Linked DNA regions of Mus musculus: regions 1 and 2 are each linked to region 3. A link is a contact called in public Hi-C data. All regions are on one chromosome and are shown on one strand. Each heading gives the region's core, a stretch centred on a gene start, on an enhancer-like site or on the middle of the called end of the contact. The rest is flanking DNA. Distances are from core to core; before and after follow the strand shown. Region 1 overlaps Eya4 (EYA transcriptional coactivator and phosphatase 4). Region 2 has its middle 100 kb from the start of Eya4. Region 3 holds the start of Eya4 (EYA transcriptional coactivator and phosphatase 4).

The links. A called contact is a pair of places that touch in the nucleus more often than the background predicts.
Region 1: a Hi-C map of muscle stem cells shows a contact between it and region 3, with 1.6 times the contacts expected there. The contact joins the enhancer-like site here to the promoter of Eya4 in region 3. A contact is called at or near these places in 4 of 39 promoter capture datasets (the 3T3-L1 cell line, 3T3-L1-derived adipocytes and stem cell-derived epiblast-like cells), 6 of 484 Hi-C or Micro-C datasets (the C3H10T1/2 cell line, the MC3T3-E1 cell line, embryonic fibroblasts and 2 more) and 1 of 9 other capture datasets (adipose tissue).
Region 2: a Hi-C map of myocytes shows a contact between it and region 3, with 6 times the contacts expected there. The contact joins the enhancer-like site here to the promoter of Eya4 in region 3. A contact is called at or near these places in 6 of 484 Hi-C or Micro-C datasets (the C2C12 cell line, muscle stem cells, myocytes and 1 more).

The regions. Positions count from the first base shown.
Region 1 is chr10:23,284,063-23,288,602 of GRCm38.p6, forward strand. All of the region lies in intron 2 of Eya4 (EYA transcriptional coactivator and phosphatase 4), which reads right to left. Among named protein-coding and RNA genes, the nearest start is that of Eya4, 64 kb to the right of the region's middle. Within about 2 kb of position 1,274, at least 9 of the 459 cell types and tissues checked have an H3K27ac peak or open chromatin away from gene starts, as enhancers often do. A contact at or near this core is called in the C3H10T1/2 cell line and muscle stem cells, where this site is marked.
Region 2 is chr10:23,448,273-23,452,530 of GRCm38.p6, forward strand. No RefSeq gene overlaps it. Among named protein-coding and RNA genes, the nearest start is that of Eya4, 100 kb to the left of the region's middle. Within about 2 kb of position 1,904, at least 22 of the 459 cell types and tissues checked have an H3K27ac peak or open chromatin away from gene starts, as enhancers often do. A contact at or near this core is called in the C2C12 cell line, muscle stem cells and myocytes, where this site is marked.
Region 3 is chr10:23,348,565-23,352,469 of GRCm38.p6, forward strand. Eya4 (EYA transcriptional coactivator and phosphatase 4) reads right to left here and starts at 1,326. Exons shown (of 19, transcript NM_001347372.1): 1 at 1,198-1,326.

The sequences.
Region 1 (4,540 bases), core at 24-2,523, 65 kb before region 3:
AGGGAGTCAAAAAATGCAGCAAAGTTTCACATGATTGCCAATACATATTAGAATATGAAGTGAATCTCCATTATATCTACATGGCTATTAACATTTGTTGAGTAAAAAAATAAAACCACTAGTATTTGAAGAGAGTTAGTGAAGGGAGAGTTAGGGAAAGATGTCGCCACCCAGACAGGAACATCAGCAGGTCCTCAAACCTTGCTGGGGTTTGCAGGATCCCAAGGAGAAGGCAAGTGTGCTTGTCATAGTGTGCCTGGCTGATCTTCCCAGCTTGTGTCAGAGCTGCTGCTGTCATTTCAGAAGACCCTGTGACTGTGAGGGCTACTTTCTTTTTACGTTACAGCCCTGGCTGCTGCCATATTACAATATGAATATCTATCATGGAACACATCCTTTCCATAGGGAAAATCTAAACAGTAGTAAAACAAAAATGATTCTTAAATATGGAGATGGGAATCAGTTCCTGTCCTGGCCATTACTAAGGGCGAGTCTCTCAGCCCATCCTGGTGTCCTATGCCTGCTGCTTGGGTACAGAGTTTAAACTCAGTTCTTTTGTTTCAGAGCCATGTGTGTAGCATTTTTAATCAGTTGTGTGTTGTGTGCATCTCTTACACTATTGAGGGAGGATTTTAGCAAATATTCCAGATTTCAGACCATCTCACAGCAAGATCTCACATGGAGGCAGTTTTTATTCTGGCCCAGGATTTTTCCATAAAATTGTTAGTTTTTGTACAATTTCACAACTGAAACCCAAAGTGTGTGTGTGTGCCTGGAGAAGCACTGCACCTGCAGGGTAAAAATTGTCCTGAGCGGGGGAAAAACTTTCAACTGCCCTGAAGACAGCTGTAACATTTAGTGAGGTAAGAAGTACTAGAAAAATATTCTAGAAACAAAACCAGGCTGCTATGGCTGCTGTTCTGCAGCTACCCTGATGACCTAGATGCTTTGGCCAAATGTGGTTTAGTGGCATCGAAACTGAAAGTCACAGTGAATCAGGAATCACAGATCCGTATTGTTTTGGAGGGTTCCACCCACCTTCATCTCCAACAAGCTGGCTTCTCTCCAGGTGGGTAGATTTTTTTTTCTCAGTTTAAACATGTGCCACCCCCCCCCACCCCGTGGGAGTAGCTATGGAGATACCACAGTTTATATAGAATGATCTTTAAAGTTGTATGAGAAAGTCAGCCACCAGCCCAAATTACACACTTGTAATGGAGGGAAAACAGGAGGACTTCTGAGGTTGGTACTCTGTGGATTCCAGTTTCAGCTAGAAGTTTCCAATGGCTGGGAGAAAATCTACCCACCAACTACCAAAACGAGGAGCTATGGAGTACTTTATATTTTCCCATAAAACATTTTATAGGCTAAAAATGTGTAACAGTTAAATATGGTGAAGATAATAAAATAGAAAGAAAAAATTAACCATTTTTAACATTAGCATTTTATTAATATTGTACTTCTATTGCCATGTTAACTGAAGTGTAGTTGAGAAATGTGGTTTGAGTGACTAAAATATTACCGTGAAGAAGGCATTTTACTACTGTCCCCAGAGATTAAAAAGAAAGAAAAAAAAAACCTCAGTGTTTTATTATTATGTAGGAAATTTTGTCCTCTTGATAAAATGAAAGTAGGTATGTAAGCATGCATGCTTTTGTGAAAATTGCACCAACAATAGTTAGCTCTGGCATGCTCATCAGTGGAAGAAGTTAGTATGGCTAGCCTAAAAAAAAATAAAATTAATGCCAGAGAGGGTCCCATTTCTTTTTCTACAAATAGAAATTTGTCTTTAGGCTTCTTTTAAGTACAAATTTAAATAATCCTTCTAAAATGCACGAATAGAAACCAATACCAGAAACTGGAAATTCTGCAAGTATTCACTGTGGCTGTCGTAACTTTTGTGCAAGATGCACCAGTCTCAACACCCAGCAGCACGCAGTCACACATAGGGGCATTAGCTACTACTTACATTTCCCTCATGTACGTCTTTCAAAGCTTAGCATTAAAGAGGTAATGCTGAAATAATCCTTCAGGTTTTGAACTCCAGTTCAGAAGTTGTGTGTAATTTGTGTGAGATAAATAACTAGCCAGGGTTTCTGCTTTCTTCACACTCACCGCACATACCAAAATCAAAAGCGCCACTCAATATTAACATAAAACCAGGCCAACGTTCCACTGCTGAAAAACGTGATTTTAATCCATGCAAAGTGGTGCATGCCTGTAATCCCAGCACTAGGAGAGCTGAGGCAGGAATACCAAAAGTTTGAGCCAAGCTTTGGATCCACACCAAGCTCCTGCCCCTGTCCACAAACATGCTTCTTAATGTAGAAATAGTCTTTAAAATACAGCCTTTCAATATAGTGTAGTAGGGGCTTTTCTTATATAAAGAAACTTACTTTGAAAGATGAATAATAAGCATTCTAACAAAGCCTGGCTTGGAATGCTAGAAAAGTATGACATCATGGCATCAGAGGGATCTTTATGGAAAGGATGCAAGGTTCTCTGTATGTGTGTCTGTGTGTGTGTGTGTGTGTTACTGTATCTGAAATACCCTTAGTTTCTAGTTATCTTACAAACACAGATATGAGGTCAGCTCAACAGGAATAAACAACTCTTCCTCCAAAGTTCTCCTTCCGCCCCAAAGAGCCCATATATTCATGCAATTGACGTGATCCTAGTGTAGCCCATGTACATCTGCTAAGCTGATTTCTCAGCAGCCTTGAAACAATTAAATGGGTGAAAATGTAGTGAACAATGTCCAGAGCTAGCAGCTATTTAAGGAAAAGAAACCAGAGTTACTGCAGATCTTTTTGTAACAAACAAGAGAAAACATAGTTCCAAATTATAGTATAAAAATAAATTATTAAGAGCCAAATGTATCTGGCTAACTAGATTTTGGTTGTAGTAGTTTGCAATTGGATACTGAATTTGTTTGGGTTTTTCCAATTGAACAGCAATAATTAGTACCAGAAAGATTTACAACTAATTAAATTATCCCAATTTGCATCCTTTTTTTTTCAACCAAGAATATATACAAACCATAGACCCACCAGGATAAAGTTCCCTTTTAAAGGAACAGTTTTTCAACCTAAATTTTTCATCTAAAGTAATGGCAGTGATTATTAAATGTAAATCAAAGTGAGGCATATATAACAAATACCAGAGACTCAGTTCCTCCTTCATGTATAGTGTTGTAAAAATACATATAACCTACAAGACATCTCCTAAGCCCCAGCAAGGAGGATGCTTGGCCTGAAACACATACCCCTACTCCAGAGGCTGAGGAATAGTGTGTTACTACCATACAGCAATGGAAAAATTTTCACCTCCCTAAAACAAAATTTACCATCAAATTCTTTCTTCCCCATACATTCTTATATACACAGCACACATAAACACACACACACACACACACACACACACACACACACACACACACACACACAGAATACGACTTCTGTCCTTAAGAAAGGAAAATGAAGGTGAGAAGAGGAAGAGGTGGTGGGGAAAGTGGGTGCTCACGATTTGTTAGGAGGAAGGCCCTTTCTTGTGAGCTACTGCACGGAGAGCTGAGGATACCGAGAAGCATCTAGTGAGCATCTAAAAAGCTAGATGAAAGGCTGTTGAATTGTTCGTCTTAAAGAAATGCTAAATATTTAAAGAGGTAGTTGCTTGAACTGATTTAAACAGTACAAAATGTATCCAAATAGGGAAACAGTAGATGGTACCACTGTAAACGTATACAATGATCATGTTTGTGTGTCACTTAAAAGTACATAAAAACAGGAGTAAAATAAGCCAAGGGGAATATAGTAAGTTTCAAACATTGCAGATTATGTTTTATGAATAATTCTATACATAACCACAGAGAACCCTACTACACAAGGGATGGTAAGTAAATGCAAAATAGCATTAGATGTGTTGTGGTGCAGGACATTAGAAAGTCACAGTATTCTACCCCAGTAGTCAGTTATTCTTTTTTTTTTATGTTTTTTTTTGTACATTCATTTTACAAAATAGTAGATCTCAATGTGCTATTTTACACATGTATGTAATGTACTTTAATTAAGATTTTTGTTCCCTTCATTTCCCCTTACTGGGACCCTCGCTCATCCTAAACACCCCATCTTCTACTTTCATACAGTTTATTTTTAAGAATATGTTCTTAATATGAAAAAAAATGAGGTATTTATCTGACTCTGGCTTACTTCACATAACATCTTGGACAACATTTCTATCCACTTTCCTAAAAATGGCATAGTTCTGTTCCAATGACTGAATTAAAACTATACTCTGAGAGTGCAATACTTTAATGGAAAATGGAAAGAACATATAAGAAGAGCAAAGAGAACAGCATGGAGCAAACAAGAAGGATACATAGATACAGGAAGCAGGAAAATTCCGTATCCTCCTGTATTCGGTATCTGGGGTAGATCCTTGCTGGATTCCGAACCACACTTCATGGCAGGCTCCTTGTAAACGACCAGCACAGAACAAACTCTATGGTTGTATTTTTGTGATTTTTTTTTTTTGTCCTATA
Region 2 (4,258 bases), core at 654-3,153, 100 kb after region 3:
AATTATTTATTAAAATTATTATATTAAAATTAATAAAAATAATCAAAGCTCTTACTTTTGTACCTAGGTATAGGGTGTCAAGACATCTGCAATTTATCATTTATGTATATGTGGGAGTATGGGCTCACGTGTGGATGTCTGAAGACAGCTTTGGGGAATCATTTCTCTGCTTCAACCTTACTGAGACAGGATCTGCCTTGGCTCCTGTCTCAGGCTCCCATCTCTCAGCAGGCATCCTAGGATAAATTCTGTGTGCCAGAAATCTGGCTTCTGAGGACAGCAAGTTAGTCAGTTCCTTCTTTTATAGTTGAGCCATCCTGTCAGCCCCAAATTTTAGTTTCAAATGAGTGACTCAGAAAAACAATGCGTATCCCTATAAGAGGGTGGCAGAGAAATGATTGCAACTTTACACACCAAACCTTGTGGAAGATGCATGTCGTGTGTGGCTGTGTATGAGTTGGTGTAAAAAAAAAAAAATCCATGAGTGGGTGGGTGTTATGAACCATAAAATAAATACGAAGCAAAGCTGAATTCAATGTGTACTGCTTTTTCTTTTCAACATCTTTGTAGTTTTTTCAAAAGTTTCCAAACAAAGGGAAATGCTTTGTAAAGCAAGGGAGAGAGGAGAAAAAGATGATCACTTGGCCCAAATCTCCAGTCACCAGATTACTGAAGAACGTTTGGGGAAGACCAAGATGGAGCCGAGTAGGCTGGAGAAGAACGCTCCATAATGGGTCCGGGACACCAGATGAATTATATTCCTTACAGGCAAAGCTCCTGAACACTCACCGTCCTAAATCTTATTTTTATATGGCACACATTTAGAAAATTTAGGAGTGTCCTGGAAAGTTATAACAGCTGGTGTGCGAGTGTTGGGCCCTGGGGCTGGGGGGCGGTTGAATGTCTGAGGAATTCCAAGGCTCTGGAGAAGTGTTTGAGAGCATGGCCCCAACTGCCTGGGAGCTCTCAATGTGAGAAACAAGTCACACTGGACAGGGCCTGACAGATGTTATAAAGGGGTGGTGTTAAGTGACTTTTTCAGGATATTAAACCAGCATCCTAGCTGGCAGGGAAAAAAAAAAAAAAAAAAGAATTGTCACTGACATTGTGTCAGCCAATGGAGACGTGGCTGCTACTCTCTGAGCTCTGGGAACCATTATACACGGGCGATCGATAGGCTCTCAGGCTGGAACCTAAATAATGATTTCTAATAAAACCTATTTTAGACTGTTTGGGCTAGAGAATAGAGACAAGTCACCAAACATAATGTACTTAAAGCCAGCCACCCCCTCCCTTTCTCTCTTTTTAAAGAGATGAATAATGGACGAGAGATCTGGCGATAAGGCAAGAAGGGGGGGGGGGGTGAAAGGCCTTTTGGTGCTGGCCAATCTGCTTAGCTAATGGCTGTAAACGGACACCCCTAATGAAATAAAAATGTCTCAGTTCAAGTACATAGCTGTGCGGTTGTTAGCCACGCTGAACTCTGGCTGAGGTCCTGGTGATGGGTACTAAGCAACTGGCCGACAGTTTCCCATGGCTCCCTCTCTTCCTAGACCCTCGTTGAAAAGCAAATTAAAAAAAAAAAAGATGGAGATCGTGCCCCCACATTAAAGGACAGTAGCAGCCCAATTTTCCTCAGGAGAAGCAGTGTGCTCGGTCATTTTTGTCTCTTGTCCCTGCATGCCTGTGAATGGTTTAATTTACATCCCAGAGTCTAAGGCTGGTGGTCAGTCGTGGGCAGGTTGCACTGTTTAGAAGGCAAATTCGAGACAAGAGGGGCCTGTGCTTGATGGGAGCTTGTCTCAAGCCCCTCCGCGTTCCCTCTTCCTCTGACCTGCTACTTCAGCCAGGAGGAGAAGCCCTGTCCAAATGTGCTAAGATGAGATGGCTGTGGTTAAACTGGTTTCCCCCACTCGCCCTGCCCTCGCAGCTCGCAGTTGTCTGATTTCAATCAGCGGCAGTTCCTTGCACATGTCCCACCATCAATCTCTGCCGCCCCTGGATGAGTGTGGCACAACACAGGGCCGCGTTCCAGTGAAAAAAAAATAGCCTTTGCCGCAGCTTTCCGTCTTCAGCCACTGATAAGTATGCCTTTGATATTTTTATTAAAAAAGAAAGAAAACACATTGGGAAATATGTTTCATTTCTTATGGCACAGACCAAAGCCCCTGAGGCCGAAGGGGATTGAGGTCCGTTGAGTGGGAAAACAGACAAGACAGAGCTGAGCTCCGCTTTGAGAGCTGTGCCAGACAGAAACGACCTACCCATGAAACAGGAGCCCTACAGTGTCTATAAGGGTGCACCCATATAGCCAGCAGCCATTTTTCACAAACAGCAACAGCCTCATAATTCTTCTCCAGCCAGGGCCTTGTATCCAGTGGCAAAGACATTTGGAAAGCATAAATCCCAGCCCCAATTCTCATATTCTGTCACGCTCACTGGCTGGGTTGGGGCATCTTGCTGAACTTAACAGTGTTTGCTGTGTCATTGCAGCACTGGATGTAGAAAGGCAGGTGTTGGGACAGAAGTGGGGACAGTGTGGGACACTGGGAACGTATTGTTGTGACGAAGGGTGATCATGGCTGGGCTCCTGAAAATGCTTGCCCAATTAGTCACCTCAAAGTGATGACCCAGTAAATAGTCTTCTTGTTTAGCTGTCTGTTTTAAAGTAGGCTGTTCCAGTTTCAAGGGTCCACTTACTTTCCTGGAAGAGTCACTGAGAACTGTTGTAGGCACAGAGAGGTAGACACGCTGGTCCTTGGGTATCCCTTCTGCCACCCCTATTGTGTATCTCTGATGCTAAGGAGAAGGTGATCTGGGAAGGATCGATTTTAGTTGGGTTCAAAACCATCATGAAATTTTGGGGGGTGTGGTCTGTGTATCACATGCATGCAGTGCTCGAAGAGGCCAGAAGGGGGCATTAGATCTCTGGAACTAAAGTCACAGGTGATCATAGCCACCATGTGGATGCTGGAGATCTAACCCAGGTCCTCAAGAGCAGCCAGTGCTCTTAACCACTGAGCCATCCCTCCATGTCCTATCACCACCATCACCACCACCATCATTGCTAATCTGTCTCTCTGTCTTTCTCTCTCTGTCTCTCTGTCTCTGTCTGTGTGTGTGTGAGAGAGAGAGACAGAGACAGAGACAGAGACAGAGACAGAGAGATAGATAATGAGAACCTGTGGAGTCCAGAGAAAACTTCAGGTGTTGTCTGTCTTACCTTCCTCTCTCTTTCTCTCTGCTGCATGCTTCCAGCTAACTGGTCTGTGAGCTTGTAGGGATCCTCAGGTTCCCATCTTCTGTCATCTGTAGGAGCGCAACATGCTACCACATCTACCTCCTTAAGGGTTCCAGGTTCAAACTCAGGCACACACTCTCTTACATAGTGATCATTTTACCCACAGATCCGTCCTCTCAGCTCCTGGTTTCAATGAAGGCAGCTATTCAATCTAGAGTGGTCTATCATATTACTTGCTCAGTCTGTGTCCACTCAAAAATGGGATTTATTGTTAAACAGGAGCGTCCATATCTGACCCCTCATAACCAGTGTGTTATTTGGAGGTCACAAATACACCATCCACCTTGCTGACTTATAGCAAGCCAACTGTAGTTTGAGTGCCTCTGTAGAAACCTTGAAGAGCTGGGGACAGTAATTCCAAAACAGATGTAGAAATTTGAGTTGAAAGAACTATGGTTCGTGGAGCATCTCTATTTAAGAAAGTCTTAAACTTGGAAATAATGGCAGAGTCCTGGGTTTTGGATAAGCTGGCAAATTTTGTTCCAAGTATCTGGATACTGTGCACACTTTGGATAAACTTTTCATGACACAGCTAACCGCCAACCATGGCAGGACCGGAGGCAATATTTGCGGAAGTTTGTGTCCTCATTTTAATGAGGATGAGATTCATGTTAAAGTGGTGGAGGGTCACAGCAGTTTCAGAATGATACCAAGAAATCGCTTTCTTCAGTAAGTAGCGTGTTCAAACCCTTCAATGGCTTCCCTGTGTGACAGCCCTTTCCCATGGGGTCAGTTGAAGTCAGTAGCCTCTCTGCACTTGCTACCTCAACAAACTACATAAGATGTTGCTAGTTCTGAATGCGGAAAAGTTAAATTAATTAATAATATTGCTGTTTCTGTTCATATAGATGGTTGATAATGCTCATTACTGTGAACATTGTGGACACAAGGGCTACAGCAGAATTTTTAAAAAAGTTATTTACTCATTCAACTGATAATTTTGAGAAGTTAGCCATG
Region 3 (3,905 bases), core at 76-2,575:
GCCTTCCACGGGGGCCCTCGAGTTCAGGAGGCTCCCTGAATGGTCCCTGCGTTGTCCGGGAGAAAAGGAGAAGGCCACGCCGATCCCACCCAAACCGCAAACCCCGTTAGTCTCCCAGGAACTTGAAAGATGTGAGCTGAGGCGCTAACATCCCAAACAAGGGGACGGTGGCAAAAATCAAACTGCACTCCCTTAGTTTTGCCACCGCTCTGCCACCAGGCTCAGTCAAAACCTCCTTGTTTCTTTCAGAGAGATTGCGAATCTCGAATACAAAGAAAAAAGGAAAAGAATTTAGTGCTAATAGAAAAATAAAATGAAAAGTTTGGGGTTGCTGTGGCTTGCAAAACGAAACGGGCTCACACAGTCTGTCTCCCAGTCACAGATGACCAAGCTCTACAAGCGTTTAGAGTGCCAAGGCCACCCCAGATCCAGTGAGCTCTGAGAGAAACCTGCTCGCCCCAGCCTGGTCCTTGGCTTTGGAGAAGTTAGAATTGCTCCTCAGCATCCGCTCCTGGAGCCAATGAACGCGACTCCTCTGACAAGGCGCCTCTAATTTCACAGACCCTGGCACACTGCAAGAGACATTCGTCCACGCCACGTAAAAACCATTAAAGTGACCCCCCCCCCCTGTTTAGACTGCGACCGGTACCTGGAGACCAGGGCTTGGCCTCTGGGTACACGCGCTCCCGGCCTCACGCAAACCCAGGCGCCCACGGCTCTCCAAGGGACACTGAGTGAGGCAGCACCCTTACTCCACGTAGCAGGTCATCACAAAGTATTAAATGTCACCGGGTGGGAGTGGGAAGAGTCTGGTGTAAGCTTCCCGGGCGACAGGGAACAGGGTGCAGGCAGGTAGGATCCGCACCCGGGGACGACGCGAGACTCACTCAGGTCCTGTGGCGCTAGACAAGAGGGGTTACTGGGGACCAGGTCGTTGAGGGTCTTCCTGGGCGAGCGTACCACTGAGGTCCTAGGGACCCTGGCCATGGGACACTGCTGTTGGATCATCGGGGAGAACTCCGAGGCTCACACACTCTCCCTGCGCGCGACCTCCATCCCCAGATCCCCATTCACGCACTACAAAGTGTCTAGCTAGCACTTTCTAGGGGACAGTTTGGGGGAATCATCCAAATCTGGACACACCTCCCCCCTCCATTGGACTTCAAAAACCGGGTCGGATGAAGAGAGGACACTCACCTCTGGCGGCCCGGACCGCCTTGGACTCCCGAAGTTCAATTGTCTGTCCCAGCCAGTGATCTGCGGGTCCGATCTACGTATTTACTCGCTTTCCTTCCAGTGTCTAAGTTTTCCCTTCGCGCTGTGTCTCTGGTAAAAACAGGACATCCCTTTCGGCCACCCCCAACAAATAGCTTACACAAGTGGGGGAGAAACAGGGCGGGGTGGGGGAGCCGGCTGCGAGGGGGGGGGGGGGAGGACGAAAGGAGCCGAACCAAAGTCCGAGCAGCCGAGCGGCGTTAGCGAGCAGAAGAAAAGAGAAAGCGCGCGCGCGCCGGGTGGCCGGGCGTCCCTCCGCAGGTCCCCGCCGCTCAGTCCCCTCTCTAGGGCGCCGACCGGGAAAGGTTTGCGCGCAAGCCGGGAGCCGCCGGAGCGTGCGCCGCGCCGCGGGCAGCCTCTCCCTAGCGCGCGGAGCTGGAGCCTAGAGGCAGGAGGCGGGATGTGGGGGGGTTGGGGGGGGACGTCGCCGCCTGCGTCCTGGGGCTAGGGTGGCCGCTGGGGGCCTCCCGGCAGGCCGCCGGAAGAGCAGGAGATCTTGGCGGGCGCAGAAGCCCTCTCTTTTTATTCGATCTCTGGAAACTGCCTGTTATCATCGGCTTTTTTTTTCTTTTTTGAGGTCTCGCGTGGGGGGACCTCCGGGGCTCCCCGGCTCTGCGCGTCTCTGGTGGCGCCGCGGTAATCTCCGCGCCCTCTGCGCCGCCTCACCCCGCCCCCACCCCGCCTGGCGCTGGCCACCGAGGCCTTTAGACTGAAGGGACCAGCCCGCCACCGGGCTCCTCGGTCCCCCACCTGCTTCTGGGCGGCGGTCCCCTAACTACCCTGTGCGAGCTACAGGCCCTCAGTCGGACTCCTTGCCACTTACCCCAAGAGAGGAGGCAGAAGGGACTCTAGTCCACTTGCAACAAAGTTAAACGCCAACTGACACCAGCCCAAAGCTTGCTCTGGATTTAGGAAAGAGCTTTTTCCTGGAGATGGAAGCGATGAAGGAGTTAGCAGCGTGCAGACGGGCAGCACTGGGAAGTGCCTGGGCCCCTTCCAGGCCGGGCGCAGCTATAGGCGCCCCTCCCAGGCGCCCAAAGGTCAGACTGCAGTGACTTCCAAAGGCCAGTCAGAACTGCTCAGGGCACACTGCTGAAATGGCATTTTGAGCCTATGCCTTCTGTTGATGTCTTTTGTACCTACATTGGATTTCATATTTCACAGACAAATATAAATATCACACTCTTGGACCAAAGCAAAGACAATCCCCAAATATTACTCCCATATAACCCCACCTTTCCCTAAAGCCCATTGTCTCCATCAGTAACATCTGTCCTGATACTTTGATAATGTGTATCAACTCATTTTGAATTTATTGTCAGTTGCTGTACTGCTCACTTGTGGTTCACGCGTGTTTGTTTAATTAATTTCCTAATAGTTATTAAAGCTGTATAAAAGATAACCAAGGCCCAAAGAAATCAAAATAATTTTTCCCAAAGAAAATCAAGTCATCTCTAGCAACAACGCTGCCTTAGATATGGCCATAGGGATGAAAAAAAAAAAAAAACCACTCCACTTCGAAGAAAATCTAGTTTTAATATTTTTATCAACTAAATGATATTCTGGACTTTTTTCAGAAACAAATTTCATCCTTCACTTGAGCTTGGTTTTATGTTACTAACAGGAGCCCTGAACTCTAGTTTAAAAGGAAAATCCATGCTGAATATTTGTTTTTAATGAGCGGGGCATTGTCTACAATGATTAAGAGGAAATGGAAAAGATGCTGGGGCTTTAAATTTAAGCTGATAAAGGTAGTGTCTTCCCTCTGCTTGCTTATTGGCTGTTTCTCCCACAGATCAGTTTCAGGGAGCTTGAGCCAGGCCAGGCCTAACTTCCCCCTTTCTGGCTCTCTGAGTGGAAGGGTTTCTGGTGGTGCTTTGCAGCCTTGGGAGCATTACCCAGAGTGCATTCCTGCGATGGAGAGGAGCACCGGTTAGTATACACTCAAGGGACATCAGCAACAAGAAAACCTCAATTATTTTGTTGTCTCCAGTTCATAGTTCAAAGTGCTGTATTGTCGGTTGGTTGGATGTTTTTGTCCACGTGACAAAGCTGAGATTCGAATGAGTCTGTATACATCCCAATCTATATTTTTAGCCTCTGGGATGCTTTCAGTAGTTGTGGTTGTCAAAAAAAAAAAAAAAAAAAGCAGCCATTCTTTTCGATACAGCATGCATGCCAGTGGCTCAAATAAGAGACTATAACAGTTAATCTGTTGGTGTCAGACTCCTCCATGAATATAGCAACTAAGACTAGAGTAGCATTCTCCTCAAAAGTGAGCAAGCATCCATTTCCTTTTGGTACAAGACTTCATATTTTGACTTTATCTCTTAAAAGGATGGAAAGATTTTTTTCTTTTTCTTTTTCTCCCCCCCCCCCCCCCCAACAGGATTTCTCTGTATAGCCCTGGCTGTCCTGGAACTCACTCTGTAGACCAGTCTGACCTTGAACTCAGAAATCTACCTGCCTCTGCCTCCCAAGTGCTGGGGTTAAAGGTGTGAGCCACCACACCTGGCTAAAATTTAAATTTAAATAAAACTCGATGTTTTAATAAAAATTGGGGGAAACGAGGTGGTGTGTTTCCTAGCTTTCTTCTTTTTAAATTATTATTAAATTTATTTATTTGTTCA